Linked DNA regions of Mus musculus: regions 1, 2, 3 and 4 are each linked to region 5. A link is a contact called in public HiChIP or PLAC-seq and Micro-C data. All regions are on one chromosome and are shown on one strand. Each heading gives the region's core, a stretch centred on a gene start, on an enhancer-like site or on the middle of the called end of the contact. The rest is flanking DNA. Distances are from core to core; before and after follow the strand shown. Region 1 holds the start of Cacna1d (calcium channel, voltage-dependent, L type, alpha 1D subunit). Region 2 holds the start of Nisch (nischarin). Region 3 holds the start of Glt8d1 (glycosyltransferase 8 domain containing 1). Region 4 holds the start of Nt5dc2 (5'-nucleotidase domain containing 2). Region 5 holds the start of Sfmbt1 (Scm-like with four mbt domains 1).

What was found. Hi-C and Micro-C count contacts between places; a contact is called where the count stands out from the background. HiChIP or PLAC-seq counts read pairs in DNA pulled down with a chosen protein or histone mark.
Region 1: a contact with region 5 is called in a Micro-C map of embryonic stem cells, with 2.2 times the contacts expected there. The contact joins the promoter of Cacna1d here to the promoter of Sfmbt1 in region 5. A contact is called at or near these places in 3 of 484 Hi-C or Micro-C datasets (all in embryonic stem cells), 1 of 115 datasets of contacts at active chromatin or transcription factors (embryonic stem cells) and 1 of 9 other capture datasets (pancreatic islet).
Region 2: a Micro-C map of embryonic stem cells shows a contact between it and region 5, with 6 times the contacts expected there. The contact joins the promoter of Nisch here to the promoter of Sfmbt1 in region 5. A contact is called at or near these places in 4 of 39 promoter capture datasets (3T3-L1-derived adipocytes, liver and stem cell-derived epiblast-like cells) and 1 of 484 Hi-C or Micro-C datasets (embryonic stem cells).
Region 3: a contact with region 5 is called in a Micro-C map of embryonic stem cells, with 4 times the contacts expected there. The contact joins the promoter of Glt8d1 here to the promoter of Sfmbt1 in region 5. A contact is called at or near these places in 2 of 39 promoter capture datasets (hippocampal neurons and stem cell-derived epiblast-like cells), 4 of 484 Hi-C or Micro-C datasets (CD8 T cells, embryonic stem cells and nephron progenitors), 2 of 115 datasets of contacts at active chromatin or transcription factors (bone marrow-derived macrophages and embryonic stem cells) and 2 of 9 other capture datasets (adipose tissue and liver).
Region 4: a contact with region 5 is called in an HNF4G HiChIP or PLAC-seq map of pancreatic cancer cells. The contact joins the promoter of Nt5dc2 here to the promoter of Sfmbt1 in region 5. A contact is called at or near these places in 4 of 39 promoter capture datasets (hippocampal neurons, liver, neutrophils and 1 more), 1 of 484 Hi-C or Micro-C datasets (embryonic stem cells), 1 of 115 datasets of contacts at active chromatin or transcription factors (pancreatic cancer cells) and 1 of 9 other capture datasets (pancreatic islet).

The regions. Positions count from the first base shown.
Region 1 is chr14:30,351,573-30,357,634 of GRCm38.p6, reverse strand. Cacna1d (calcium channel, voltage-dependent, L type, alpha 1D subunit) reads left to right here and starts at 4,149. Exons shown (of 47, transcript NM_001083616.2): 1 at 4,149-4,710. The coding sequence starts at 4,644.
Region 2 is chr14:31,204,015-31,209,706 of GRCm38.p6, reverse strand. Nisch (nischarin) reads left to right here and starts at 2,881. Exons shown (of 21, transcript NM_022656.2): 1 at 2,881-3,140; 2 at 5,182-5,265. The coding sequence starts at 3,045. It overlaps Tnnc1 (troponin C, cardiac/slow skeletal), which reads right to left and starts at 1,395. Exons shown (of 6, transcript NM_009393.3): 1 at 1,329-1,395. The coding sequence starts at 1,352.
Region 3 is chr14:30,999,298-31,005,451 of GRCm38.p6, reverse strand. It overlaps Glt8d1 (glycosyltransferase 8 domain containing 1), which reads right to left and starts at 4,019. Exons shown (of 10, transcript NM_029626.2): 1 at 3,455-4,019. It overlaps Spcs1 (signal peptidase complex subunit 1 homolog (S. cerevisiae)), which reads left to right and starts at 3,786. Exons shown (of 4, transcript NM_026911.3): 1 at 3,786-4,247; 2 at 4,549-4,608; 3 at 4,688-4,774; 4 at 5,230-5,626. The coding sequence starts at 4,035. The coding sequence ends at 5,355.
Region 4 is chr14:31,129,547-31,135,167 of GRCm38.p6, reverse strand. It overlaps Nt5dc2 (5'-nucleotidase domain containing 2), which reads right to left and starts at 4,079. Exons shown (of 14, transcript NM_001374087.1): 1 at 3,792-4,079; 2 at 245-429; 3 at 64-138. The coding sequence starts at 4,011.
Region 5 is chr14:30,712,967-30,718,330 of GRCm38.p6, reverse strand. It overlaps Sfmbt1 (Scm-like with four mbt domains 1), which reads right to left and starts at 2,716. Exons shown (of 21, transcript NM_001166532.1): 1 at 2,456-2,716.

The DNA.
Region 1 (6,062 bases), core at 2,900-5,399, 360 kb after region 5:
GGTGCAAGGTTGGGGGCTCGCACATTAGATAGGTGGCTGGAACCATCCTGGGAGACTTTTCGTAGGAAGTAAGGACTCCATAGAGTCTTGTTAAATATGAGGGCTTAGTTAGAGGTCAGCAAGGCAGGGATTTCAGGTCAGTGAATAAATTTGAGCCAAGGCAGAGTCAGAAATGAGCACAGCATGTTCACGGCCTAATGAGGAAGCTGTTGACCACAGTGAAGGTGAACCATGTGAAAGGGTAGGCTGGAAGCTGGGCATAGGAGTTTAGGCTGGATGTGGGGAGGGGGGGGGAGGGGCTTTACAGTCTGGGAAGTGACATGTCGTTTCTGTACACAAGCTGGATAATTTGTGAGAGGTAGACCAGAGTTGATGGAGCATCTAGTTTGTGATGGGGGCGAGGTTGAGGGCATGCTGGGATCGGGAGAGCACTTGGAGATGCAGTGCATATGGACAGCCACATTTAAAATGCCAGCCCTGTGCCTTTAAGAGGGCATGTTTTATATTTTAAGGGCACAGGAGAAGAATACCCTGAATTAGAGGGCTAGTGATACAGCTAAGGATTTGCATATGGAACATCTTTTCTTTCTTTCTTTCTTTCTTTCTTTCTTTCTTTCTTTCTTTCTTTCTTTCTTTCTTTCTTCCTTCCTTCCTTCCTTCCTTCCTTCCTTCCTTCCTTCCTTCCTTCTCTTTCCTTCTCTTTCCCTCCTTCCTTCCTTTCCTTCTTTTTGCATTTTTAAAAAATTGATTACATCTACTCTTGGACAGTTTCAGTTTACAATGGCGCACTCTGTTTACTCCAAGTCCATCCTCTGCTGCTCTCTCCCTCTTCCCACTGTGGCCTCCCTCCTTCCAGTGCCATCTCCCTCCTCCCACTGTGTCCTGGCCTCCTCCCTAGAGGCCCTTTGGTCACATTCAGGCCTTTTGTTCTTTGCTTGTGATCTTCTGATTCTGGCTGCATTTGGAACTATTCAGTAGAACTTGGTGGGCTCACTGGTCCACAACTGTCCCACCATAACTGTCATTGCCCCTGCTGGGCAATGATTGTCCTGCTACCAGAATCCATTAGAATAGATATCTTTCATTCTGGCCTTTTCTTGTGTCTCATTTGGCTCAACGCTACGTGGTTGTGTGGTTTGGGGCAAGCCAGCTCCTAGGTGTCACTTGTCATCTACAAATATGAGTATTTACAGTATTTTCCTCATGGGCTTCTCATGGGAATTAGGCAAACTAATACCTGCAAGTGCCTGCATTAGAACTCAACACACAGAAAAACATTAGCTACCACTTATTTTCCCAATAATTTACCTTATCATGGGAATATATATATATATGTATATATATATATATATATATATATATATATATATATATATTTAAATTACTCAAGTATGCTGAAGCTTACAGAACTGTGTAGAATGGGGGGAAAGGCAAAAAACCAAACAAACAAAAACCCAACAAAACCCAACCAACCAACCAACCAACCACAAAACAACCACCCCACCACCCATTTCTGCCTCACAAAAGAAAAAATGAAATCCCCAAACCCTCAAAATTTGACGATGATGTTACACAAAATGGGAAGCCCAAACTTCAACTCCAGGGTCTTTTGAGATACCTACTGCTCAGAGGGCAAAAGCATTTAATACCAAACTGGAGCACCTGCGTTCATCTTGCCCCCTCACCCAGCATGGTGGAGCACCTGTGTTCATCCTGCCCCCTCACCCAGCATGGTGGAGCACCTGTACTCATCTTGCCCCTTCACCCAGCATGGTGGAGCACCTGCGTTTATCCTGCCCCTTCACCCAGCATGGCAGAAGGTGATAGCTATTTCTTGAACGTTGTTCCAGGGACTTCCACATACACACAAATAAATGAATATATATCCTTCAATTTCAAATACTTATTCATATTTTGAGTGTAGAACCCACACCCTTCACAGTTTAATCCTGCCAACTCTCAGTTAAAACCCCGTCACTGGTTCCCACTGCAGAGGAGTGCAGGATTCCATGTTACCTGTGCACCCGTTGATTTTCAAACAGATGCCACCCACACATTAATCTCTTTTGTGCCTCCATTCTTCCTGCCCTATTAAATCAGCCCCCCTTTTTAATAGAAACAAAGTTTTAGGTTTACAGGGAATTTACATAGAAGGTACATGTCTCCAGCAGTTTTTCTTATGATTACATCTTGGCTTGGTGTGGTATATTTGTTGAAACAGTAGCAATGGGTTATTGTTAACTTCCGTCCACAGTTTATATCACGGTTCACCTTTGTGGAGCACAGGTCTATGGCCTCTGACAATCAAATAATGCTCTAGGTCCATCATTATGGTGACATACAGAATAGCTTCATTGCCCTGTGGTTGTCTCTTCTCCCCGCTTAGTTAAGCGGTTAACAGAACTGGGAAGACTTCTCAGAGCCCTTCAATTCCAGGGCTCCAGAGCACCCTTGCATAGTGCTTCCTACACTTGGTATAGCCCAGCTTCTGCTTCTTCCAGTAGATGGTTTGCCCTTGAGGAAGGGACTGTGCACACAGATCAAAATTGGTAACTCCTAGCCTAGACAACTGCGCTTAACAGATGCCTGTTCAGTGTTGGCTGAACTAAATCGGACAATGGGCCAGTGTTAGCAAGGCATTTTCTGTAGAAGTCTCCAGAGGATAAGCTATAGACCTGGAATTCTGATAGTGACACACGTGCTTCCTTGCAAATCTGACCTATCAAAGGATATGTTCTTGCATCCTTTTTGATTTCAGCTAAGCACCAGCACAGGTGAGGTTGCTCAGACCAGCTTTCTTTTACACAGGCCACAGGCTGCTTCCCAATCCTGCCACTCTCCAAAGAGCCAAGTGAAAAAGCAGGCAAGCATGGTTGTTTTCCTCTATCCTAACTAGACACCCCTCTCTCAGGAAGACCCCTGGAGAGTCATTCTTCCCAGGTGGATCCCCCCTGCAACAATCAGAGATGCTCGGTGTGTCCTCTTTGAGCAAGGAGCACCTTCCCAGAAACATTTATTTTCTTAATTCACGCTGAGCCTTTTGCTTTAAAGACACTGTTCTCAAACGTTCTAAAACTCCGTAGGAACAAGCAGATCCGAACAAAGGCAAATAAATCGAATCCTGCAAAGTAACAAAGCAGACGCCTTTTCCCAACAGCCAGCACAAAGCTAAATGAAAAATATCAGTCATCCACTAGATACAGTATTTCCCCCTCCAGACGGAGCTGGGGCCTGTAGACCTCCCCCACTACAAACAGGAGGCCGAGAAGGTACAAAAAAAAGTATTAATTCCTAAACGAGTCATCAATTTGAGCTGCACAGTCTACCTCTCCACACTAGCAGTTTGAAAGACCTTGGCTGTTACTTCTCTGTACCTGTCTCCAAATACACGTGGAGGTGATGGCGAGAGGGAGGGAGCCCACCGCCACGTATGCATAAGGGAGGGAGGACGGGATTCAGGGCTGAGGGCAGATCTCTGAGGACAGTCAGTGCTCCCCAAAGAACAAGCCCCCCATCTCTTTGCACCTCTAAACTGGAAGAAACGGTGTAAGAGCTGGGGGACGCCTGTCCAGTCCAAGCAGAGCCCTCGAACCCTGAGCTTTGATGCTGCAGCAGCAGCGATCGCCTGCGGGCACCTGGGTTCCTGGGGGGAGGGGGGCGGGGCCTCCCCCAGGTGTGAGAGTGCGAAGGCCACCAGAGCCAGCCCAGCGGACCCCAGGGGACCCCAGCAGCCTCCGCTTGGGGACGCCGTGTAGAGGAGCGGCGCATCGGCGCCCCTAGCAGCAGGCACGGGGCCCCACGGGCCTGGCTCGGGGAAGGGGCGCCCGCGCGGCGGCGCCGAGGGGGTTAACCGGGCTGTCGGCGGCCGCAGCGCACTTAACCCTCGGTCAGCCGCGCCAGCCTGGGGGTGGCGGCGTCCGAGTCGCGCGCCGTGGAGTCCGGGGGGCGCGTGGGCCGCAGGCGGGCAGCTGGGGCGCGGCGCGGCCGGTGGGAGGCCCGGGCGCGCGGGGGAGGGCGGGGGACGGCGGCGGCGGGCGCGCAGCGTCGCCAGGGCGAAGCCGGCGTGCAGCGCGGCGCGGCGGGCGCGGAGCGGGCGGGCGGGCGGGCGGGCGAGCGCCTCCGTCCCCGGATGTGAGCTCCGGCTGCCCGCGGTCCCGAGCCAGCGGCGGCGCGGGCGGCGGCGGCGGCGGCGGGGCACCGGGCACCGCGGCGGGCGGGCGGACGGGCGGCATGGGGGGCGCGCCGAGCGGCCCGGCAGGCCGGGCGGGCACCACCACGGTGTCCCTCCGCTAGAGGAGGGGACCAAGCCAATTCTCCTTTGCAGTAAAAAAAAATAAAAAAAATAAAAAATTACATGTATATATTACTAAGATAATATATACATCTGATTTTATTTTTTACAAAAAGTTTATTTTGCTCCATTTTTCAAAAAAAAAAGAAGGAGCGTGGGTGGCAGGCGGTTTTTATAAATTATCTTTATTTTTGGTTATTTGTCTCTGTCCTTCCCCACCCCCTGCTGAAGCGAAAATAAGGGCAGGGACCGCGGCTCCTACCTATCCGTAACCTCCCATATCCGTTCCTCCCCCTCCCTAACCCTGAGCATAGTGCCCTGCACACAGTAGGCGCTCAATAAATGTTCGTGGATGATGATGATGATGATGATGAAAAAAATGCAACATCAACGGCAGCACCAAGAGGACCATGCGAACGGTGAGCAGCCTGAGCTTGGGTACCCGCTGCCAAACCTCATCCTATCATGATCCTACTCTTCCCACCCCCAACCCCCCATCTCCGATGCGTTGGGTGGGTTGAGGGGGTTGGAAATGATGCTTTTGGCTTGGTGTCATCTACATAGAAAGGGGTGATGCGCGGCAGCTACTCCGTTCTCCTCTTCAGGCCGTGAATGTCAGTTAATTCTGCATTTGCTGGGGTGGGGGCGGCCATTTGGGTGTGTGTGGAGTACTGTGGAGCCAAGGGGCAAGAGTGAGGTGATCCGGGTTCAGTGTGCTCGGGCTCAACTTTCCTCTTTCATCGCCCCTGAGCGATGGAAGAGGAGGTGTTAGTCTTCAGCCTGAACCCTTTTTCCAGCCTCCCCCTATCTCCCGCGCCTCTGGTTGACTAAGAAGAAGGTCCTTAGTAGCATCAGGAAAATTCTAGGACTGTTCCAGGTTTACCCCTTGGGTCGCTTGGTCCCATCATCTCATGGGAGAAGCCCCGGGTCTTGGGATCTGAGGGAACAGGGTCGGGTGGAGCGTGTATTCCCGCTCCCTGTGCCTCCTGTGCACACGTCGGTAACCTAGCAATGCCCAGAGAGTTGCTGCCGCTGTGGGGCTCTGCAACTCACCACGTGCAGTTTCCACACCAGCGGGGGCCGGGTCTAAGAAGGCTGGGGTGCTTTTGGCCAGGTTCCCTTCATGGAGGTCGTTAGCATTTCCCAGCCCTGGTTTTCTTGAAGCCTTTTCCGGTGAGCGCTTCTCAAAGGAACCGCTTGGCAAAACTAGTCCCTGATCTCAGATTGAGTGCCACCTGCCTGCTTTGCTCTGTCCCAGGCTTAAGGACAGTAGGGCAGGAGACCTGTGCTTGCTTTGACTCTTTACTTAGTGATAATTGGTTTTGCAAACGCCCGATTTCCAACCTCTGACACCACTCTCACTTTGACATCTGCTTCAGCAGAGGTGATGGTGGCCCAATGTCCATCTTCCAAGGAATGACCAGACCCACAGTGAGGCGAGCTCTATACATGAAGGGACACCCTCCATCCCATGCCCTCCCCTTCCCCCCTCCCCCGCCCGCTTTTGAGTATTTTGCCCTGGGAGTACCTGGATGCTACTCTACACTGAGATAATTATTGCATAGGCCTTGAGGTTCCCTGACATAATGCACCCTGACTCTTAGGGTGCAGGCCGATTAGATGCTGGCTTGGCTGCTGCTGCTGCAATTTAAAATGCAATAATAATAATAAAAAAGCCTTAAAGATGTTTTTCTGTTTTCTGAAGCTTGTGGAGGAAATGAGTCCCAAGCATCATGAATTTTCATTTGTAGGAAGTGTTAATGCATAATCT
Region 2 (5,692 bases), core at 1,632-4,131, 490 kb before region 5:
CAGAAGGAGAATATATTCCCAGGTTACAAAGTCCTCCTTCCCTGCCCTAAGGTGACCCAGATGGTTTCTCAGAGGCTGGGCTAGGGCCAAGGTGACAGGCAGGCACCCCTCCCAGGACCAAGGTGTCCTGAGTGACAATAGTCATTGACCATTGCATGTCCTTTATGTCATCCTAATGAAACTTAAGCTGCATGGCCTGAGAGACAGCTGTCCCTCAGGTTGAGACAATAAAACGAATGTGGGGGCGAGCAAAGCCACCCACTGTAACCTGACCAGGGTGGCCACTGAGCTATTTTTAAAGGGGGACAAAGTTAAACCTGGTGATTGTTCTGGGGACTTTGGTATGCAGGGGGTGGGGTAGTGTTATCTGCCCCCCTGGCCTACTGGTGCTGCCTCAGGAGCCAAAATTAGTCCCCAGCCCCGCCAGGCCTTGTATGGGCACTGGGTGGAGGGCCACCCCCCTACTCCAGCTCCACAGACTCCTACAAGATAGCCAAGGATACCATAGGAACCAGCTGCAGCCCTTCCCTGCTCACAAGTGGGGCCATATTCCGGGGGTTGGGAGAGAATTTCCTGAGAACAGCTGTTTGCTAGGATTTTCTTGTCTCTGAAGCAGGTATATCAAAAGTCCCTCAGCGTCCCCAGGAAATCGAACAGTCTTAGGGTCACTGTTCTCTAACCCTGACTCTTATCACTCTCAACTCCTACCTAACCCCTGAGCCTGCCAGGGACTGAGGTTCCAACAAGCCATTCCTTCTTCCCTCCCTCTCCTCAGGCCTGTACCTTCAAAGCATCTTTCCCATCCCAGGACTCAAGTTCTCCAGCCCTCTCACAATTCCCTCCCACCTTCTAGAGCCTCCTCATCCAGCTCAGGGGCTAGAGGAGAGAGGCAGATCTGAGTATGTAAGAAGCAGATTGTGAGAAATGGAAGCTTGGGAGGGGGTGCGGGGCGCAGACCTGGAGACACACAGAGAGACAAAGACTCAGAGACATCGTGAGGAAGGAACAGAGATGGAAAGACCTTGTGAAAGACCAACAGATGTCTAAAGAATAAAAACACAAATACACTCAAGACAGTGACAGGTTAGAAACAGAGGGAGACACAGGATGCTGAAAGCTGAGACCATACCCCTAGCCACATTGACAAACCCCTGAATTGCTACCCTTTCTGCATCCCCCAAATGTCAGCTCAAGGGGCTGGGTTACAGGTGTGTGGGGACCCTTTTGAGTCCCCCATCACTTCCCTAGTGTACCCCTGTCCTCCATCCTTAGCTAAGGGAACCCCAATGGACCTACCCACCCTAACCCCTTAAAGATTCATCTCTCACCGCAGCTTTGTAGATGTCATCCATTCTGGCGACAGCTCACAGGACAGGCTACTGGGGTTGCCAGCCAGCCAGCCCTCTGCTTGGGCTTATATAGCCCTGCCTCCCTCCACCTCCTGCTACATTCCCAGCCCAGCCCACCACTGCCTGGAATATCCTCCACCCCCTCCCTGGTCCCTGTAATCTCAGGCTGGCCAAAGTCCCTGTATCATCTGCCTAGGGCCAGGAGCTATGAAGGACTGCAAGGACCAGGTCTCTTGCCATCTGTTCCCCAGACCCCACCCCACCCCCAGGGAAGTCTCAAGAAAAAAAAAAGAATGTATTGCTTTTATTTATGAGTGCATGTGGAAGTCAAAGGACAACTTGCAGGAGTCATCTATCTCTCTCTGCTACCTAGGTTCCCAGGAACCCAGGACTGAACTCAAGTTTTCAGGTTTGGGAGCAAGCACCTAAATGCAATACACACACACACACACACACACACACACACACACATCCTCAACAACCTCAGGAAAAAGTTTCCTGAATGAATGAAAATATGAGCACACAGGAAATGTGAAGTAAACAGTTCGGTCTTCTATGGAATCACAGTGACTTGCCTGAGGTCAAGCTGACCGGAGAATCCCTACCTTATATTACACCCCCTGAGAGATGGTAGCATGCCAACAGAGGCTGGCAGTGTAAGTCCTGCCAAGAAACACTTCCTATGCAAGGTTCAGAGTATAATATGACACTGGTAATGGAAGAAGTCACTGGCCCACAAAGAATAGGCTGGCCTGAAGCCCTTCAGCGGGATCTACCACGCCGCAACCTTCCATCTTTCAAGGACAACAATCAGTGTTCACTTCGGGTTTGAGTCAGCTGCATTCTGTGAGTCAACAAGTGTCCCTAAAGAACCCTATGTCTATCAGGATTCTCTCTTTTCCTCCTCCGGTTGGGTCATCTCTTCTCCAGCTAAGTCTTCCCTATGGTTGTTCCCTATGGATGTTTCTTCAGCCACGCTCTTGTGTCCAAGGCCTAGTCTGTCTCCTCCTCACCTTGAGCTCTTGCAGGATGTCATCTGGGAAACCAGATGGACAGCGCATATCTCTTCCATCCACCTGCACGTCTGCTGCATATAAGCTCTCCCTGAACACACCAGTGTGCCGCCTAGCACACTGCCAGGGGAAAGCCCGTGGGGTACTGAGCACTGCAGAATCACCACAATCAATTCTCCACCAGTACTTTTAACAACAAACCCCCCAAGTGTCGGAGAGTCCCTCTGGTCCTTGTTCCATCTCTAAGTCTAGTCTTATTCATTTTGCTCTTGCTACACAGGGAATGAACCCAACAGCCAGGCGAGACCCTATTAATGTCCCCTCTGGAAACTGAGGCCAAGCGAAGCAGAGTGACTTCGGAGAGTTCCGAAGGCCCATGGCCTCTGCCCTTCCCTGCTGTGAGCCCAGCGGACAATGACCACAACTGCCCGAGGGGACAGAACGCCGCACAGGTATACAGAAAGCAAATTGGGCAAGCCCGCAGGAGCTGCGCATGCGTGCCACTGGTTGTGCTGTCAATTACGGGCAAGGGGCGGGGCGAGGACGCAAGCAGGCCGAGGGGCCAAGATGGCGTCGCGGGCGCGGGCGGGGGGCAGCGGGGGCTGGGGGGCGGTGGGACGCTGACCCCGCCCCCTGCTGCTGCCACTCTGCGCCGGGCGTCGGCAGCGGTGGAGCCGGCAACATGGCGGCTGCGACACTCAGCTTCGGCCCTGAGCGGGAGGCCGAGCCTGCCAAGGAGGCGCGCGTCGTGGGTTCTGAGCTCGTGGACACGTACACGGTGTGCTGGGGGGCCGCGAGCGTCCAGAGCGGGCTTAGCGCCTGGAACCCGGAGTTCTCGACCCAGGGGCTTTGAGAAGTGGGGGGTGGGGGGGGCCTGGGTAGCACATTCGATGAGTGCGTGGAAGGTTCTGCGAGGTAGCGACGAGGGAGCCCGAAAAAAATGGGGGATTCGGAGGAAGGGCCGGGTCGCATAGGTTCTGGAGGAGGATCTAGGCGGGGCGCGGGAAGGGGGGCTGGGGAAAGGGTGCGCGACCAGAAAAGGAGACTTGTGTTGGAGCAATCAGAGGGTGGGGGAGGAGGGGATGGTGAGATGGAGGCCCTCTGGATCCTCCAGGCAAGGAAGAATGCCAGCCTAAGAGACCTTCATGGGAAGTCTGGGAGGAAGGGGACGCGGAAGGGGTGGTCTCTGGTCGATGGGACCAAGGGCCAGGGCTAGAGATCATCAGGTGGTGAAGGAGAGACAGCAGATCCCGATCTCCACCCCCACCAACCAAACACTAGTCGCAGTCCAGATCAGCCCTGCGAAGTGTGTGTGTGTGCGTGCGTGCGTGCGTGTGTGTGTGTGTGGGGGGGGGTGGTGGATGGAAAAATGAGCCCTCGGGGTCTGGGGAGAAAGGAATGGATCCCAGCCGTGCAGAACACAGAAGTTACCTCGAGGCCGAAGTACAGGGCCTGCAAACCTTAGGGGACGTCACGGCTTAGGGGAGAGGGACACGAGCTTCTAATGTATCCTTGTAGGCTACAAGGGAAAGCCAACAAAAAAGGAGGGTAGTTTCTGTGATGGCGTTAGACGCCCTTTGGGCCTGCATAGGGTTGGATGCTAGGCCCGAGAGCCTCGTGGGCAGCCTGCCAGGTGAAAACTTGCACTGTGGTGGGGGCCCACTGAGCACCTCCCGTCTCCTTGTCCTTTGTTCCCTGGAGGGTGGACAGAGGTAAGGGCCTCGGGCCTGCCTTTGCCCCACCCCACTGGCTCCCACCCTAATACCGGATCCTGAGGGCGATTCCTCTATCTAGTTCTTTCTCCCCGCTGCAAGGAAGAGAAGCCGCTAGCGGCTCCTTTTAGAGCAACAGGCTGGCTCTGGAGAAATGGCTGCTCCTGGGGTCAGGAATCAGCCTCGTTCACTGTTCCCACTAACCTCTCCGTGCTCCAGGCCGAGGAAGGGAAGCTAGGACCGTGGGGCTTGATCTAGTTAAGGAATGAGGTCACTCACCTAGGACTAGCTGCAGTCAGTAGAGGCTCTTTGTCCTTCCCCTTAGTGTCAGGAGCAAGGTGATGATCCAAACTGACCATCCTCATTTGTCACTGGGTGTGATGCACGGAATGTGACTAACATATCTATCTTCTGTTCCGTGTTAGGCCTTTACACTTAATTGCTTTACTTGGCCCACCAGGTTTTAAAATGGAGGAATTGAGGCCCAGAGAGAGCTTAGGTTCCCAGTCACTTACATAAGTGGCACATAAGCCACACCCAGGAAATGGGATAGCCAGATTTTGAACCCAGGTTTTGGTGGACGATTAACCACCAGAGCTATATCGCCTTCTGTTGAGGCTGATTGAGCCACCGCTGCCCCTGGAAGCCTGGTGATGCCTTGCCTCCTGGTTCAGCTGCCAAAGTCAAAACCACAGCTAGTGGAAGAGGTTGACTGAAGGCCTTGCTTCTAGGATGGAGTTAGGGCTCCTGGAAAGATGTATAGCAGAGACACTGGTGCTGCCTCACTGGGCTCTGCTCTGCCTCCCTTGGAAGGGGCAGCCTTGCCTATAGCACAAGTTGGGTTTTGAGTTATACAGAGACAGGAGGTAAAAAAAAAAAATCTAAGGAGGTGTGTGGAGCTAGTCACCCATACCATTCCTTCCTGATAATGGGAGCCAGAGCTCTTCTCCAGACCTTACAGGGCTGTCAAGGAGGCTGAGGAAAGCTGGGTGCACAGTGGGTGTGCAAGGATGCCTGACTCTGGCTTTTTGGGGAGTGGGGACTGAGTACCTTGCAGCTATTGTGAGTTGGGGTTCTCTTGTCACAAAAAATCATTTTTCCCTTTAGGTTTATGTCATCCAGGTTACCGATGGCAACCATGAGTGGACGATCAAACACCGTTACAGTGATTTTCATGACCTACATGAAAAGGTAATCTGAAGACCTTGGCACCTGTATCTCAAGGGGTGGGGCTTGTGGGCCAAGTCTCCATTGTGCCACATGTTAATTTTAGGGCAAAACTGCCTCCACATCTATTGCTTGTAAGTTTTAAAAACATTTATTCATGGCCAGGGTTATACCACACATACCTTTAATTCTAGCAGCACTTGGGAGGCAAAGGCATGTGAGTTTAAGGCCTGCCTCATCTACAGAGCGAGTTCCAGGGCTACACAGAACCTGTCTTATAAAACAAAACAAAAAAACAAGTGTGTGTGTGTGTCTGTGTGTGTCTGTGTGTGTTCTAGTGAGAGGAAGATGCACACGTGCCACAGCTCATGTGTAGAGGTCAGTTTGTGAGAGCAGGGTTCTCTTTCCACCATAGAGGCCCCAGGGATTGAACTTAGGTCATTAGACTTGG
Region 3 (6,154 bases), core at 2,770-5,269, 290 kb before region 5:
TGTCACTCCGTCTGCCACTCAATTAGACATCACTTTCTTTTTTTTTTAAGATTTATTTATTATTATATGTAAGTACACTGTAGCAGCTGGGCATGGTGGCGCACGCCTTTAATCCCAGCACTTGGGAGGCAGAGGCAGGCAGATTTCTGAGGACAGCCTGGTCCTCAGAGTGAGTTCCAGGACAGCCAGGGCTATACAGAGAAACCCTGTCTTGAAAAAACCAAAACCAAAACCAAAACAAACAATATTATATATATATATATATATATATATATATATACACACACCCTATGGTATTTCTCTTTCTCATACCATAGCCAGGGTCTTCCCTACAGAAGTTGGCAGATTGGGAGCTACTCAAGAAAGCTTTAACATCTCCCTGCTTTGAGTTAAATTCCACCAAGACTGAATAAAACAATCCCATTGCAATAATGCAAACAATGCAATAAACCCCAGCTAATTGCTGGTACAAAAATCAATGTTTTATCTTGTTAAGTTTCAGTGATAGTTATACACTGTACTGTATATGGATTGGAAGCCACATGTATTTGAACTGCTCTAGTTAGCAGGACACAAAAAACAAGCTTCAAGCAAGTATTCACTTTCTGTAAGTAGAGAGGTGACAGGAAGCACTTGATGATAAAGGCTTCCAGCTACTCACATGAAAAGGACCGGATTTCAGAATAAGTCTCATCATGCTGTCTTTCCTGGCATGTCTTTCCGGGTTCCTTGGTCTGTTTAGAAGAAACTCTCAGGGCTGGGGAGATAGATAGCTCAGCAGTTAAGAGAACTGGCTGTCTTCCAGGGTCCTGAGTTCAATTCCCAGCAACCACATGGTTGCTCACAACCATCTGTAATGAGACCTGATGCCCTTTTCTGGTCTATCTGAAGACAGCTACAGTGTACCCATATACATTAAAGAAGAAGAAAGAAGGAAGAGGAGAAGAAAGAAGTTCTCAAAATTTCATATATACTGTGTGTATGGAGAAAGAAGAAGAGGAGGGAGGAGGAGGGAGGACTAGAGGCGGGAGGATTAAGAGGAGGGAGAAAGGAGAAGGAAAAATGAAGGAGAAGGAGAAGCAGCAGCAGAAAATTCATGGTTCTTTTGCTCAGAAATTGCAAAACCTTTACATTCCCAAACCACCTGTATACAAACTCCTCACAAACACACATACAGGAAACCCAGGACATATATTACCCATTAATATAAAAGAATCTTAAGAAAAATGTATTCTGTTTATTGTTTCAGCCTTTTCTTTCTGGTGTGTGTGTGTGTGTGTGTGTGCGCAAGTGTGTATGGGGAGAAGTGAGTTCTGTCAGGTGTTTTCCTTGCTTGTGTTTCTTTCACCTTACAAGTTTCAAAGTTTCAATTAGATCCACAACTTGACAGTCTTTTAGTCAACTTGTTCTCAGCATCTCATCTCCACCTCCTGAGTGCTGGCACTATAGGTGAGCTGCCACACTCACCCACATTTACATAAGTACTCGGGTCCTCACACTTGTGAGGTGAGTACTTTACTCACTATCTGTCTAGCATACCGCCACTTTAAAAAAAAAAAAAAGCTAAAGCTAAATACCTCTGTTTATATTCAGTCTCAACTTTTTAAAAAAACTTTCCCCTCCTATTACATACAATATGGAGCACAGATATCCATGGAAGGATTCCCACTGGTGCTCTGTACCCTATCCTACAACTGTTCTCGTGTAGCACCAACTTCTCGCCATTCCTGGTGGATCACACCCATCCGCACACTAGCATGTTCTGGTGTCTTCCAGTTAAAGCAGTAGAGGTAGAGGAGGGTGGAGAAGATGGAGCACTTCCAGAGGACTGACCCACAGGTCCATGTCTCTGCCTCCCTCACACTAAATGTCTCAAATGAGCTGAAATACTCTTCTCTCTGTGTGTTTCCTTCCTCTGTTCTCAGATGTTTGGTCTTATTTTCAAACTGCTCTTGCGGAGGTCACCAATCGCATCTTTCTGTGCTCTCCTTACACCGACAATCTTACTCTTCCTTCCCAGTTATGGAATGATCGCATGTGTGCATCTGTGAGCTGTGAATCTAAGTTCCACAGAAACAAGGAGTTAAATGAAAATGTAATTCTACTGCTGTATCCTGTCACCTAAGGCCATCCCTTCCAGAAATGCAGCAAGCATGTGACATTTGTGGAACAGTCCTGGATTTGCTAATCCAGGAGGAGTCCAGATCTCCAATAAAGAAGAGCTCTTACTGCAATCTTAATCATCACTAACATTAAATTCCAGAATATGGAAAAGCATGAGATTCCTATGGAGCTGTTGGGTCAAAAGGAACAAGGCAAAACCATTTTGTTTTTCCATCTTTTTATAGTTCAAATACTATATGGTCTGTAAAACAAACTCCCGTCCTATGAAGTGCACTGGTAGAGATACAACCCTGAGGAATGAGAGCCTATTCATATGTACTAAGGAAAGTGTAGGGAAGGAGAAAAGAAAAAAGACCCTTGAAGATTGTTGTAGTCTTTCATTGTACTGGCTCTAAGGTCCGAAGTGTCAAGGGGGTCTGTACTTTTCTGAATGGTGTCAAAGCACAAGAACACTTGGACATTTTCACACACTTAACTGGCTATGCCCCACTTGTCTTTCACGATCAGGAAACGTCCCCAAAGCCCAGGTTACACTTTCCAGAGCTCTATCACATAGGTGCTTTCCCCCCGCAGCTAATTCAATAGTCACATTACTGGAGTGATGTGGACATCTTCCTTGACACACTCCAAGTTTCCAAGTTCTAAGTCACAACTGTGCTAATCAAAATTAACTAACTAACTAATGGGTTGGTAGCTCCATGGATGTGTAGATGCTGGCATCGGCTACTCACCTCCCAGTCTAGAGTGTCTAGCATCTCGCCATCTGTGCCTGACTGCATGCACAGCAGAGTCCACAGAGGCAGCGGGCCCCAGAGGATGGGATCCCCAGAATGGTCTGTCTGAATTCGGCACCCCATCTAGCTCAGTCATGAGGGAAGGGCTCACGCTTTGAAATACACAACCCTTGAAAGACAGGGTTAAGGGAACCCCTTGGCTGGTCTTTTTTTTTTTTTTTTTTTGGTTTTTCGAGACGGGTTTTCTCTGTATAGCCCTGGCTGTCCTGGAGCTCACTTTGTAGACCAGGCTGGCCTCGAACTCAGAAATCCACCTGCCTCTGCCTCCCGAGTGCTGGGATTAAAGGCGTGCGCCACCACGCCCGGCCCTTGGCTGGTCTTTACCAAGAGGGACTGGCCTGGGAATGAGCCATGGAAACCGGCAACCAAAAAGTTAGGCCGAATTTGGGACCCTCTACATAGGGGCACGGAAGCTCAATCCACGAGATGTGGGGCGACTTGGGCCTCGCAGCTCTTCTCCGAGGCAGTCTCCTTTCCCTGGAGAATGTGGCTTCGTTATCTTCCCTAACTCTAGAGATCATTAGTAGCCTCCTTACGCTTAGGAGTGATGGGGACGTGGTGAGGCGCTCCGGGGATCCCGCCACGCACTGACAGGTCAGGTTAGAGCCGCGTCAGACGAATCGTCGCCTTCCGAGGCTGGGCGCAGTCGCCCTTACCTGCGCTGGGAGGAGTGGCCGCCGCCCACGCCCCAGCCCGCCCCGCCAGCTCAGCGCTCGCTCCGCAGGCCCCAGGCCCCGGCCCACCGCCGGGCCGTCCGCGTCCGCTGCTCTCTGGCCGTGGCCCACTGGCCGGCGAGCTCTGCAGCAGCCACGTAGGGCCACAACCCCTAGTTTGACTGTGCCTCCCTCTGCCAGAAAGCCAGGCGCAGCAGGCGCCACGGGGCAGCCCCGTCGCCCGGGTCCTCCCCGAGTAAAGGCCGTCGCTATGGAGACGTGGAGCGCGCCGGCGGCCGTTAAACTGGGGAGGCGCAGCCCGCAAGTGATTCCTGCCGCAATTACAGCTCCGGGCGGCCAGGAGCGCTGACCGGTGCACGATGCTCCGGCCAGGTCGCTGCCCCAGCCCTCGTGAGCAGTGTACAGGGTTCTAGGAAAGCTAAGAGACGTACCTCCCTTGTCGATGGCGCGGGGCGGGGCCAGGGGTTGTCCGTGCCCCTCGGAGACATCCGCTTCCGGGGCCACGGCCGAAGTGAAACGCTCGGCTGGTCGGCCTTGCTCTCGATATCGACCCCCGCAAACTTTACTCCTTAATAATCGGCTACGTCCGTTTCGTTGTCGGTATCGGTCTTCAGCAACCATGCTGGAACACCTGAGTTCGCTGCCCACCCAGATGGTGAGGGCGCGCGTCCCCGATCCCCCGCACTTCTCTTTGGAGCCTAGCGACTTCTAAGCCCCTCACCCTCACCGGAGCCACTCCTAAGATTGGCTTCACTTTCCCTTCTCTTCCCCAGAATAGATCCCCTTTCCCGTGGTCTGTTAAGATGCCCAAGTTTCCCTGGGAAATTACATGTTTGCTTCCTTACTCTCGGGCCCTCCTGGTGTTGAATGCTGCCTTATGCCAACGCTGAGTTCCCTACGAGAATTGCAGTCCTTTGGCAGTAGGACCAACTCGTCCTCTTCTTTTTCGTCCCTAGGATTACAAGGGGCAGAAACTAGCTGAACAGATGTTTCAGGGGATCATTCTTTTTTCTGCAGTAAGTATTGCATTACTTTTAATTCTTAACCCCGCCTCTCTTGGTTTGAGTGCATTTTATATACTTTGTTTCTTTTCAGATAGTTGGGTTTATCTACGGGTACGTGGCTGAACAGTTTGGGTGGACTGTCTACATAGTTATGGCCGGATTTGCTTTCTCCTGTTTGGTAAGCTATTTGTGGTATTTGCGTATTAGCAGTAGCGTAAGTTTTCTGACTCAGGAGACTTGGTTGGACCTACCAGTGAGAACCAGAATCACCTCTTTGTTCGTCTTTCCCATTAATGTTTCTGTTCTCTATTATTTGAAAAGTAGAATGTTAAGTTGTGTCCGATGGCCTGCGCTACATAAAGGTGTAGAGCTTTCTAATTGTCTTTTGCATCTCCTCTAGGCAGTAAAATGAATATGCCAGGGGCTTCGCTTTGCTCACGCAGCCTTCATATTTCTTTTAGTTCTTAAAACTTGTATGTGTAAACACTTAAGGCTTGTTCTCACTCCCTGACATATTTTGTCTCATTAGTTTGTTAATCTTTAGCATGGTGGTTATTTGGGGATCAGACATACTAAATGATCATTTAGACCTTGAATGGAAATAAATGCTACCTTTTCTCTGTTCTGATCTAGCTGACACTTCCTCCATGGCCTATCTACCGCCGCCATCCCCTAAAGTGGTTACCTGTTCAAGACTTAGGCACAGAAGACAAGAAATCAGGGGACAGAAAAATTAAGAGGCATGCTAAAAATAACTGATTGGGACTTTCATGATTCAGCACCTGCTTTTGTTTCCTGTGAGATGAGCTGAATTGCTTTCATAAGCAAAACATGAGCTTAAACCGCCTATGTTCTTATAGCACAGCTGTGTCGAGATCTAATTGTCATGGCTTCATTTCTAATCCAAATGTATTTTAAGTTATGACTATTTTATACCATCTCTTCATAAGCTTGTTATGGAGAACAGGAGATACAAGTATGCAATGCTTCTTTCCCGTGTGTATAATGAATAAACACTTCATAACTTGTACTACATTTGTTTTCTTTTTGCAGTGGGTTCTCACTATGTAGACTATGCTGTCTCCAAGTTCAAAATCCTGCCCTACCTTCCCAAAGTGCTGGGAATACAGGCATATGCTACCACGCCTGGCATATGGAAAGCCCTAATTTATTTATTTATTCATTTAAAGATTTATTTATTATTACACATAAGTACACTGTATGACTGTAGCTGTCTTCAGACATGCCAGAAGAGGATGTCAGATCCCATTAGGGGTGGTTGTGAGCCACCATTTGGTTGCTGGGATTTAAACTCAGAAGAGCAGTCAGTGCTCTTATCCACTGAGCCATCTCCCCAGCCCGGAAAGTCCTATTTATAACTGTCCAAGTCTCACATTCCATTATGAGCCTTCATACTGTTTTAAGGATGAGTTGTTTGGTTTGGTGTTTTTGAGACACCCCCCCCACCCCACCCCCGGCAGGGTTTCTCTGTATAGCCTGACTGTCTGTAGACCAGGCTGGCCTCGAACTCAGAAATCTGCCTGCCTTTGTCTCACAA
Region 4 (5,621 bases), core at 2,830-5,329, 420 kb before region 5:
TTGAAGAAGCTGGCCCTGTTCACATCTAGTCAGGAGGGGGTCAGTCAGTGCCTAGCCACTCACCTTCTGAATGTCGTAGTGCAGGCCACGGATGGCAAAGCTGGGGTCATAGTCATACTTCCGGATCCCCTCAGGATACTGTTGGCAAAAAGCCAGTAGCAGTGCTAGCCCCCAGCCCAGGATACCAGGGGAACCCCAGGACTCAGTCTGGGGCATAGGTCACACTCGGTCCTGTTGGTCTCACCTTGTAGTGCTCTATCAAGATGTCCCGGGCAGCATTGAAGATCTCAGGGTGCAGTGCATCCGCATACTGGGCCAGCGTGTAGTCGTAGTCAAAGCCATAGACTTCGACGTCACTCAGGCTGATCTCATTGTTGGCATAAATAGCTGCTGGGTTTAGGAGGCTGCAGACCTCAGGGGGCAGAAGGTCTACAGGGAAGGAGAACCAAGAAGGCAGGACCATCACCATTGTCTCAGTTACGGCAAACGGCCCGAGTGCTTGTGGCTACCCGCCCCCATGCGCCCCACGAGACATCTTGGCCATTGCAGTAGACACCAGAGAAGGAATGGGCCAAGGTAAGGCAGAATTGGCAATGGGCTAGCCTGCTTCCTCTGGGGATTGGGTCAGAGTCACAGGCCTCCCTTTTCTGTTAATCACCTGCAGTGCACCACGGATTCTGGACCTGGGTTTCTCCCAGGCTGGTTACTAAGTCCTACCAGACATGGGTATGTGGGAACCCTGGCAGCAGTCCTCAGAAGAGTCATACCCCACGCTCAAACCCCGTCCAAGTGGAGTGCAGGGACTGAGGACTCCTCCCATAGGGTGCTTGTTCTTTTCTGATCCGACTGGAGGCGGAGGCCATGAATGCTGCTTTTCCACTTTACCCAGGGCTGGGGATGAGGCCTGAGAACATTACAGGGGCAGAGAACCCGTGGGGCTGCCAACTTGGCACACCTGCCATAGGCCGGGAGAGTAAGGCCCCTCTAATCGGATTTCAACTGCTTGCCAGACCACATAATGACATTCCCGGTTTTCAGCCAGGGAACATTGCTAATTACCACAGTCGGGACGGAAGATGTCGGGTTTTGGGGACACAAGCCAGCTCTCTTCTGGTGATCATCATAAAAGCTTCAACAAGATTCACAGAGGGAAGCTAAGCCCTGTACTATGCCAAGAAGGTTCTGGGGCCCTAGGCTCGTCTGCCTTGTCTTCCCCATCTGGAGAGTGGGTAAAGTGGACGGAGAAGGAGGACACGATGTGATGGGGAAGTGAGTCAGGCAGGATCAGGTCCTCCCTTGCATGTCTGTGAATTCAAGAACGTTTAACTTAGCCCTAGGCTAAGGGAACAAAGTCAGAACCAACCTAGTTCGTGTAGTATTTCTGCTCCGAACCTATGCAATATGCAGGATCAGACGTGCCTCTGAGCCAAAAGCCCTGCCTGGGACTCCCTAGGTTACTTTTAGAGCAGAAGAAAGAGAAGAGGGAGGAAGAGGCTCGGTCTCAGAGACTTGATGTCCAAGTCTCCAGGGAAGCTATCAGCCACACTGATCCTGATCACAAAGCAAGATTCTCTGGCTCCACATCATGTCTAGCGGCTGCTGCACTGTGCAGACACCTCCTCTACGTGCTGGGCTGTTGCCTCAGAGGCCCCTCTGGAACACAGGGCTCCACCCCCATTTCCATTAGTGTCAAGTACAGGGTGTAGGTGTGGGAACAGGTGTGGCTGGTTCCTCGGGCGGCCTCAGCCAGCCAGTACAGAGCAGCACTTCTGAAGATTGCCAAGTGTGGATCTTCACAGGGATGTGTGTGCTTTCTCTACAGAGCAGCCTCAGGGACACCCTTTCCTCGCTGTCACAGGACCCTGGGCCGCAGCTGCCCACACAGCTGGATAGTTCCACAACCCTCCCTCCACTCCTGGATGACAACTTTGTTTACGAGTTGCCTGTGTCCACAGAACCCCTGGGTCAGGAAGCAGAGACATGGCCTTTGTGGGTCCAAGCTTGCAGCGTTCTGACTACGTCTTGGCTCTGCTTTTAAGGGTCTTCTCAGAGTCATATAAACGCTCCTGGGAACAAGTAGGATGGGCAAGAAGCCCACTTTCCCTGCTTACTTTCCCCGTTTCTGGACCAAGGAAATCAGAGCTTTGGGTGTGTGGGTAAGCCATGACCAGAGGTGGTCTGCGGTGTTTATGATTTTACTGTCAAGCCCCTGACCTCCTTTCTTCAGGTTCTACAGCCCTGGTAGTTACCACTTGTGAATCTTAAAACTCATCTCCTTCCCTCCTCCAATTCCATGAAGAAGTCACACTGCCACCTCCGGTGCCCAGAGAACTAAGCTTGGTAAAGGCACCCAGTTAAACCACCCAGTACCCGGCACCCAATGAGATGCACACTCAGGCCACTCCGCCCGCTTTCATCACTCTTCTTTGCCTAGCTTTCTCATCCCATGAGGCCAAGCAGTTTAGGTGACAGCCCTTCTCCACTGCTCTCTGAAGGGTTACTAGCCCTGGCCCTAAAACCTAGCCTGGGGGGCGGGCGGGCAGGCGTCAGGGGTCAGAGGCATGAAGCTAGCTCACCCTGGCATGGCAGTGGAAGTGACCCTGCACACAAGAACTCACAGAGCATGTAAGGGCCTGAAGATGAGGAAGAGTCCTGAAGGATATTCTCAGTAGTGTCCCCCTCCCCCAAACATCCTAAGTAGGTTTCTCAGGCCACTCAGAGGGTCTACACTAGGGGCAGAACGTTGACTTCTTAAATAATCCTGGTCACCCTGCAATATTCCCAATCCTTAAGAGCAACCATTCTTGAGAGGTCTCAAGTAATCTGACTGCAGCACGTCAAGAGGTGAACTCTGGCCAGCGTCCAGCTCTCCTCACAGCTGGAGTGGAAACCCTAGTCCAGTCACAGCTGGAACCTCCCTGTCAGGGCTCCTCTGTCTTATCAGACAATGCAAGCCACCTCACCTCTGGGGCTTCCTGCAGAAGGTCCCCAGGCTCCTGCTTGGCCTTGTTCTTTCTGAGTCATCAACGAAATTCTGGGACAGAACACTGAGGGTCTTCAGAGGGTGTGAAGCCGAGGGCCACCCTGCTGGGCAGTGATAGGGGTCACAGCCCAGACCACATCTATCGGCTGAAGAGGCAGGGCCCCACCAGACCAATGGACAGATGTTCGGCGCTCAGATCTCCAGCCTCATCAGCCCATTCCAAGGGAATGATTAGGAGAGGGTTAAGTGCCTTGTGCAGTTCTATCTGAGATATAGCAACTCCCGAGGGATTGCAGGGGGGGGGGGGGGGCTACAGTAACTTTTCTGTTCCTCCGAGTGTTTAGAGTGCAGTAGACCGCCAGAGACAAGCCAAGAGGTGCCTGCAGTGTCCGTCTGGTGTCACCTTACGTCGTGCCATCTGTGAACACGGCTCAGTCAGTCTTTGTCCACACACTGCAACTAAGGGCCAGAGGAGAACGAGGGACTGGGAGGGGTTCTACCGCTACTGCCCGCAGATTGGACTCAGGAGCAAGACCATGGGGGCCGCGTGCGCAGCGGCCGCTCCAGGCATTCCAAGCTTCTGCCGCCAGAAGACAAAAAGCCCCACTCGCCCCAGGAGTAGCGGTGTCCTGCAGAGACACCTCCTAACAACCCGATGGAGCCTTTTCTAAAACGCCATTTAGCCCTCAGGTTTTGGGACCCCGGCGAGCCCCACCAAGCGTCCTTCACCCCGGTCGGTGCCCTGGCCGTCTGTTGGGCACCGTTCGTCTGACGACCTACGGCTCACTGCCCACCCGGCGTCACCCACCGTGCACCAGCCTCCGCATGTCCTGGTAACGAGCCCATAAGTGCGCGCTGAGGTCCGCGCCGTCTGCGGGCGCCGAGCGCGGGGTGCTGGGGCAGTGGGCTCCGGGACCCGGCGGGCCGCAGCCAGGGCAGGAGGGTGAGGACGAGGCGGCCCGCGGTCCGCTGTGGCCTCTGCACAGCAGCAAGCGCCTAGCTGTCGCCCGCAGTCCGGCACCCGCCATGCCCCCTGCGCGCTGCCCCGGCCGCCCTCCGCCCGTCCGCTGGCCCGCCTGCCCGCCGCTCTCCGACTGCCCGCCCGCCACCGTGGCCGCGTGCTTCTCAAGGCGGCCGGCCAATGGGGGAGGCGCGCGGAGCCCATCCGGCCAATGGACGCACCACTCGGCCCAGGGGGCGGGAGGTCTCCGGGACGGGGCGGAGCGGGCTCCGACCCCCGCCTCCTTGTCCCCTGCTCGGCTCAGGGGCTCTGCGCCCCCCTTTGGTCGTCTCGGTGGCGATGGCGGTACCTTTCCTCCCTTGAGCGGGAAGTCGCAGAGCCCCGGGTCTCCGCGAGATCCTGGACGGCCGAGGAGCAAGAGCGCTCGAGTGTACTGCTCTTCCTTTGCCCAAGGGTCTTTTTGCCCCTCCCCTGCTCTTCTGTCCTATTCTTTCCAGACCAGTTCTCCTGCCCCGGGGCCTCGTGCCCCTGCCCCAGTTTCTGACTGACTGCACGTTCCACTGGAGCTGAGGTCGCTAAGACAACAAGAGCTCTACTTGCTTTCAGTACCAGTCCCAAGCTGGCTAAGACCACTTGGCCTGATGGGCAGCTGACGCCTGCTGAGGCAGCATTTTCTTTGTATTGCCTGGTACCCAACCCAGGTGATCGACTTAAATGAGGAGCCTATCTACTGGGCATACGCTTCTGGCTGTGGGCCAGGATCACTGCAGCCACCAGGTTTTGGCGGCTGTAAAAGGATGGGCCAGACGGTGCAGGCCCCCAGTTGAATTGCCATGGTTTTTTTCAAGCGCTGTCTCAATGAAATTCTTTTCATTCCATCCACTTCTGTTTTCTTAGCTTGCAGGTGTACACTAGGAAAGGCTGGGCCCAATGTCCATTGTTGGTGGTGAGTTGCCCAACTGAACACACGTGGCTGTTGGGTTTAAGGTTGTGTGTAATGTGTACGTTTGTAGTTTGCCTGTACCTATGCTGAGGATCGGGTGTATCAGATTCTGGTCTGGGTAGTCATGGATGCCGAAGGGTGGGCTTATGGGTGGACCCTTGTAGGTCCATTGACCTAGGTGGGCTGTGAAGACCTGGCCACATGTGGATTCCTTCCAAGTGGATGACACTTTACAAGTTTCAGTCCTCAGATCCAAGAGAAATGGCACCAAGTGCCAGGCGTTCACTGTGTGTGGCTTCTCCAGTAGGTACCTCCAGGCAGGCTGCGCTTAGTCAGCTGTTTATGACCCCCCCCCCTCTTTCTCTGCCTTCATGGTTCCCTCACTGCCTCTATTCCTTCCCCAATAAACTCCTTTCATACCAGATTTGTTGCACAGCATAATTTCTCAGGGGCATACCTTGGCATGGGCCCACCAGGCCTCCTCGCTGCAATCTGTCATTTAATTCTGTTTTTTTTTTTTTTTTTTTTGATACAGGGTTTCTCTGTGTAGCCCTGGCTGTCCTGGAACTCACTCTGTAGACCAGGCTGGCCTCGAACTCAAGAGATACGCCTGCCTCTGCCTTCCAAGTGCTGGGATTAAAGACATATGCCACCACTGCCAGGCCATTTAATTCTTTTAGATTGTCAATTCTCACAGCATCATAGAAAGGCTCATCTTACAAGGGTGCCGATAG
Region 5 (5,364 bases), core at 1,467-3,966:
ACCTTTAACTCTTAACTTGTTCAAAAATTCATAATTTCTTCCTTCAAACCTACTCTCTACAAATCTGTATCCCAAAATGGGAAATGATATAATAATATAACGACTATAAACATAAAGACCCCCAGAAACCACAATCCTAACACACCAAAAACTGCTCAGTTAAAAATGTCCTCCTGAAGCCGGGCAGTGGTGTGGTGGCGCATGCCTTTAATCCCAGCACTCGGGAGACAGAGGCAGGCGGATTTCTGAGTTCGAGGCCAGCCTGGTCTACAGAGTGAGTTCCAGGACAGCCAGGGCTATATAGAGAAATCCTGTCTTGGGGGGGGGGGGGAGTCCTTCTGACCACAAAGACCAAAGGTCATAGTCTTAAGACCCTGTAGATACTGGAACCCTACACCAGTACAGCATCAGGACCAAAATGACATCTCCAAGGATACCTGCTATCCTTCAATAGTTAATACTGCCCTTTCACGTTCTAAAGGGTCCTGCTTCAGACAAGATCCATTGGTTGAGTTAGAAGTCAGGCCAGAGGTTGCCTTAGGGAAAGGGCAGGTGTTTACTCAATTAGAGGAATCCCTTGGTGGGGGGAGGGCTGGAAATGCTCTGTTCTGTATCTTAATGTGTATATGGCCATCAAGACTTATGCATATGTAAAACAAGGCCGAACTGTCCTTTCCCGATTTCATTGTTAAACTGTGAAAGGTGTAACTTCTTAAATATATTGAAATGCCTTCTTTAAAAGTCTGTGTTCAAATAAAGTCCACAGAATTATTCTGGATTTAGCTAACAAGATGTTTTTTCCAATCTATTTTTAAAAAGACACATATTGTGAGTGATTTTATGTAGATAGAACCTTTCAAAACTTTTTTAAAATCTCATTTTAAGAAGTCTCCAAATTTTAGAACCCAAAGCATGGTGATCTACTTATCCCACTTTTGCAAATAATAAGGAAGATAAAAAAAAACAAAAACAAAAAACAAAAAACTACACTGGGTAAGACACCTACCCAAAGATAAAGTGGCTCGCCAATGGTAACTGAGTAATAACCTTATAACACAACTGGCTCCTTCTCTCAGGTCCCTCTAGTTCCAACTGGCTGTTCCTGACACTGCAAACAAATCTGAACTCTGACTCTACCTGTGGCCTAAGAGAGTTCATTTGCTGCGAGTTAACAGGCCCCAATGTGTACTTACGAAAACACGTTCCTCCTCCTCCACCCCATCTAGACAGCTGACACAACAGTTACACGCTCAAAGCATTCATTTTGCTTCAGATGAAATAAAGTATGACATCTTAAAAATCGCGGTTCAGGAGAGGCCATACGCAGATAATGACTAATTCCATGTTACTTCCTTCAGATCTTTTTGATGAATACAGCAATCACAAGACACACACCACTTGGGGCCAGTAACTGCTGTGAGTGACCCGCGGGGAAGAGCGCCCACCAAGTTAAAAAAAAAAAAAAAGCCCTACAGGACGCGTCCCACCCCACTGCACCGCAAGCTCTAAAGATGACCTGGCTTTGACAGCTTAGTTTGAGACCCCACGCGAACAGCTGGCATCTCGGGGGGGAAACTTAACACGACGTCTATCCTTTCCGCGGGAATTTATCCCGAGTCTCACAAGGCTTTTCTGCTCCGCAAAGAGCAGGCCTTGCTTCCCAGGACACAGGGCTCGCCCCTCCAGCGTCTTTACAGCGAACAAAACAAGACTTGGGAACAGAAAACGAAACGGTCACGGACCTGCCGAGCGGCCTCAGGACGCTCCCCAGATCCGCGCAGGGGGTCGGGCGGCGGTGCCTCCCCAGGCGAAGCGCCTGAGAGGCCGGAGCCACCGGTTGCGGTGGAGGCTCAGACTCGGCCACCGCGCTTGCTGTCGCCGCCGCCGCTGCTGCTGCTGCCGCTGCCGCCGCCGCCTAGGCCCTGAGAAGTTGAGCGGCCGCGCGGGCTGCGGGTTCGCGCCCCGCCCGGAGCGAGCCCGGGGGGGCGGGTCCGCGGGGGCTCGGCGGGAGGCCGCTCGATGGGGGCAGGGGACCGGAGCCTGCAAGTTGGGAGCCCGCTACCGCCACCCGGCCACTTTGGCCTCTCGCGCCCAGCTGGGCTGACGCGCGCCGCTCGCCCGTTCTCCCTCTCTCTCTCTCTCTCCCGGCGCCGCCGGCCTCCGCCGCGTCCGCGAGGTGCCCGGGCGCGTCCCCGCAGCCCCCGCCGGCCGACGCGCCGAGCCTCGGGACCGCGCCAGGCCGCGCGCGCGGGCGCCGCGTCCCCCCACCCACTCCAGTCGTCCCCCCCGCCCAACGCGCCGCCGCCGCCCGTTGGCGCCTCAGATCGCGCGCTCGCTGCCCGCTGGCTCCCGGCGCTTCCCGCTGGCAAAGTTGCTGGGCCTCTTTGGGAGGGCGCCGCACCACCCCTCAGGCCGCCGCGCGGGAAGGCCCAGCCGGCCGCCCCGCTTTTTTTACCTGACGGGAGTTTTCGCGCGCGCGCTTGCTCGCTCTCCCCGCTCGCTCGCACGCCCGCCCGCTCGCTCGGTTTTCTTTCTTTCCTTCTTGGCGCTCGCCCGCGCGGGGCGCCTTTTCCGCTCGCGCTGCTCGCGCCCTCCTTCCTGCTGAGCCCGGCAGAGCGGGGCGGCCGGCAGCTCTCCCCGCCCCCCTGCACCCGCGCTCCGGCGGAGGCGGCGGCGGCGGCGCTCCGCGCTCCGACTCATTCCAATATGGCACGGACGCAAGGCGCATGCGCCCGCGGCCCCCCCACTCCCTCCCCCAGCTCCGCGGTCCTCCCTCCCGGCAACCCGCGCCCCTCGCTTCGCGCGCGTGGCACTCCCGACCCGGCCTCCCCAAGCCCACCGGCTCGCGGAGCTGGAGCTGCACGGGAGACGACGCGTCCGCGGGCCCGGGTCCATAACCCGCCGCTTTGCTCGCGTCCCCCTGTCCGCACCTCGCCGAAAGACACCCGCGAGGCCGTGGCGCTGGGCGTCGCGGCGTGAGCCTCTGATCCCCGACGGCGCCATGGACGGAGAACGGCTTGGAGACGGCGTCCTCGGGCTCCGGAGGCGCGTCCTGGCCTTGCTTGGGATTCTGGAAAGAAAGACCTCACCTCGGGCTTCTGGACAGAGCGGCTCGGGACCCCGCGAAGTCCCTGATCCATCCGTCCCTGGCGAAGCGCGCCACTGTAGCCCGCACGTGACCACCTCGAGCAAGATGGTATTAGCAGAGAGGCAGCAGTTCTGCAGGTCCCCAAGGGGCGCATACCGTGGCCGAGGGAGCTGCGCCCGCCCGCCGGACCACGTCGGGAATCCTACACGTTCTTTGAGATCTAGCAGGGCACTCTAGTGCTCGTCTACCGAGTCCGACTCGAACGCCTCTACGTACCTCATGTCCAGGCTCAGTAAATGAGTTGTCCTGCCGCAAAGGGGCACAGGTTGACCTAAGAGCTTCAGGAGAAGCTCAAAAATGCTGTGAATCAGCCTCGAATCGGAAGGTGCCCACAGGCAGTTACGTTCGGCTACTCAACCCTTCTTCAGCGAGCACAGGTGTCAATAGGAAGCACACCCACCTGCTCCAGAAAGTTCCCTCAGAAGAAAATCCCAGCGCCTGTGGGATCCCGGAGTGCCAATGAGACCAGACTCTCCAGCCTAAGATGGCCTCAGTCAGGGGCTCCTACTCAAGGAAGACTCCTTTCTTTTAGAGAAGAGGAGGCGAGACACACACACACACACACACACACACACACACACACACACACACACACACGAAGGTCTTGGGATGCTCCCATTAGCATCTTTCTCATGTTTTTGGGCAACCTTGGGAAATATGCACATTACAAACGCCAGATGATTTTTTTCTTTTTGTAAGTGTAAGCACCATTGAAAAGACAAAGTAACAAGAAAAAAAAATAAAGAAGAATATAAAAGGATATTCAATTATTGCTACACAATTTGAGCTCCCACCCACCCCCTCCCAACACCCCCCCCGCCCCGGCCAAAAACAAAAAACAAACAAACAAACAAACAAAAAAACCCTTCTTCATAGATACATGCTTGCAAGCACACATTTTCATTTATTTGCTACTATGACTAACATTTTTTGTTTGCATGGTCGTTTTTAAGGTATATAGTTCCTGCTTGTGTATTTTATTACATTGCAGTTGTCTGCTAACACATCCATGCGGTCCACAGATGAGCTGAGTTTCTAGGAATGGGAAAGTTTTTAGGTAGAAAGCTGTGAATGGCCCTCTCTTGCCCCAGTTCTTTCACCAGCAAGGAAGAGTGTAAGGAATTGAATGCACATTCCTAAACACTGAGGGACAACTTTTCTCCCCTACATTGAATGATGCCTAGTTTAAGGTGACCTTATTTGGCACTTCTTGGATGACTAAACATTCAAAATTTCCCCATTTGCTATCTGTATTTCCCCTTCTGTACATAACCTGTTGTTCATATCTATTGTCTCGAGTTGAATCTCTTCTAACTTAAAAAAAAAAAGTTTTTTTTTTCTTTTAAGGATCTTTCACTTTTGTTATTGAAGGGAATGTTGCCCCTGTCTGATGTTCTTTTTTGCTTTAGTTTACAGTTCATCTGTCATTCTAGTCCTCTGGGTGTTGGTTGTTTGTTTACTTGTTTTTGTTTTTGTTTTCATTGTTGAATGCCAACAAAGTGAGCTTTCATGCACCTGTCTACTGGTATAATTTCTTTGCATATTTTATTATTCTAAGATCATCTATCCAATCTTAGTTTTGCTCTGTTTTGGAGTAAATAGATAAAAATGTAGATCTAATTTCCTTCCTCTATTACAATGGTTATTGTTTATGCAGTCACCATTTATTAAATAATTTCCCCTTGTTTTTTGCTTAGCAAAACCTACATTTTTTGCTAAACTTTTGCTTTTGGATTGTGTATTTCAGAATCATCCAGTTCCTCCCATAGACCTTGATTTCAGCAAATACTGTATAGTTATAACTACTGGTTCTTTGAAATAGTTTTTACATCTGACAAGGGTCAATTTCGACCATGAGAACATTTTTTTTAAAGATTTATTTATTTATTATATGTAAGTACACTGTAGCTGTCTTCTGACACTCCAGAAGAGGGAGTCAGATCTTGTTATGGATGGTTGTGAGCCACCATGTGGTTGCTGGGATTTGAACTCAGGACCTTCGGAAGAGCAGTCAGTGTTCTTAACCGCTGAGTCATCTCTCCAGTCCAAGAACATTTTTTAAAATAGGGTTTACATGCCCATACATGCCCTTATAATTATAGAAGGATTAAGAGCATTGGTTTCAGGGCTGGAAAGATGGCCCAACGATTACCAGTACATATTGCCCTTGCAAGAGACCCAAGTTCAATTCCCAGTGCCTACATGGAGTCCCAAGT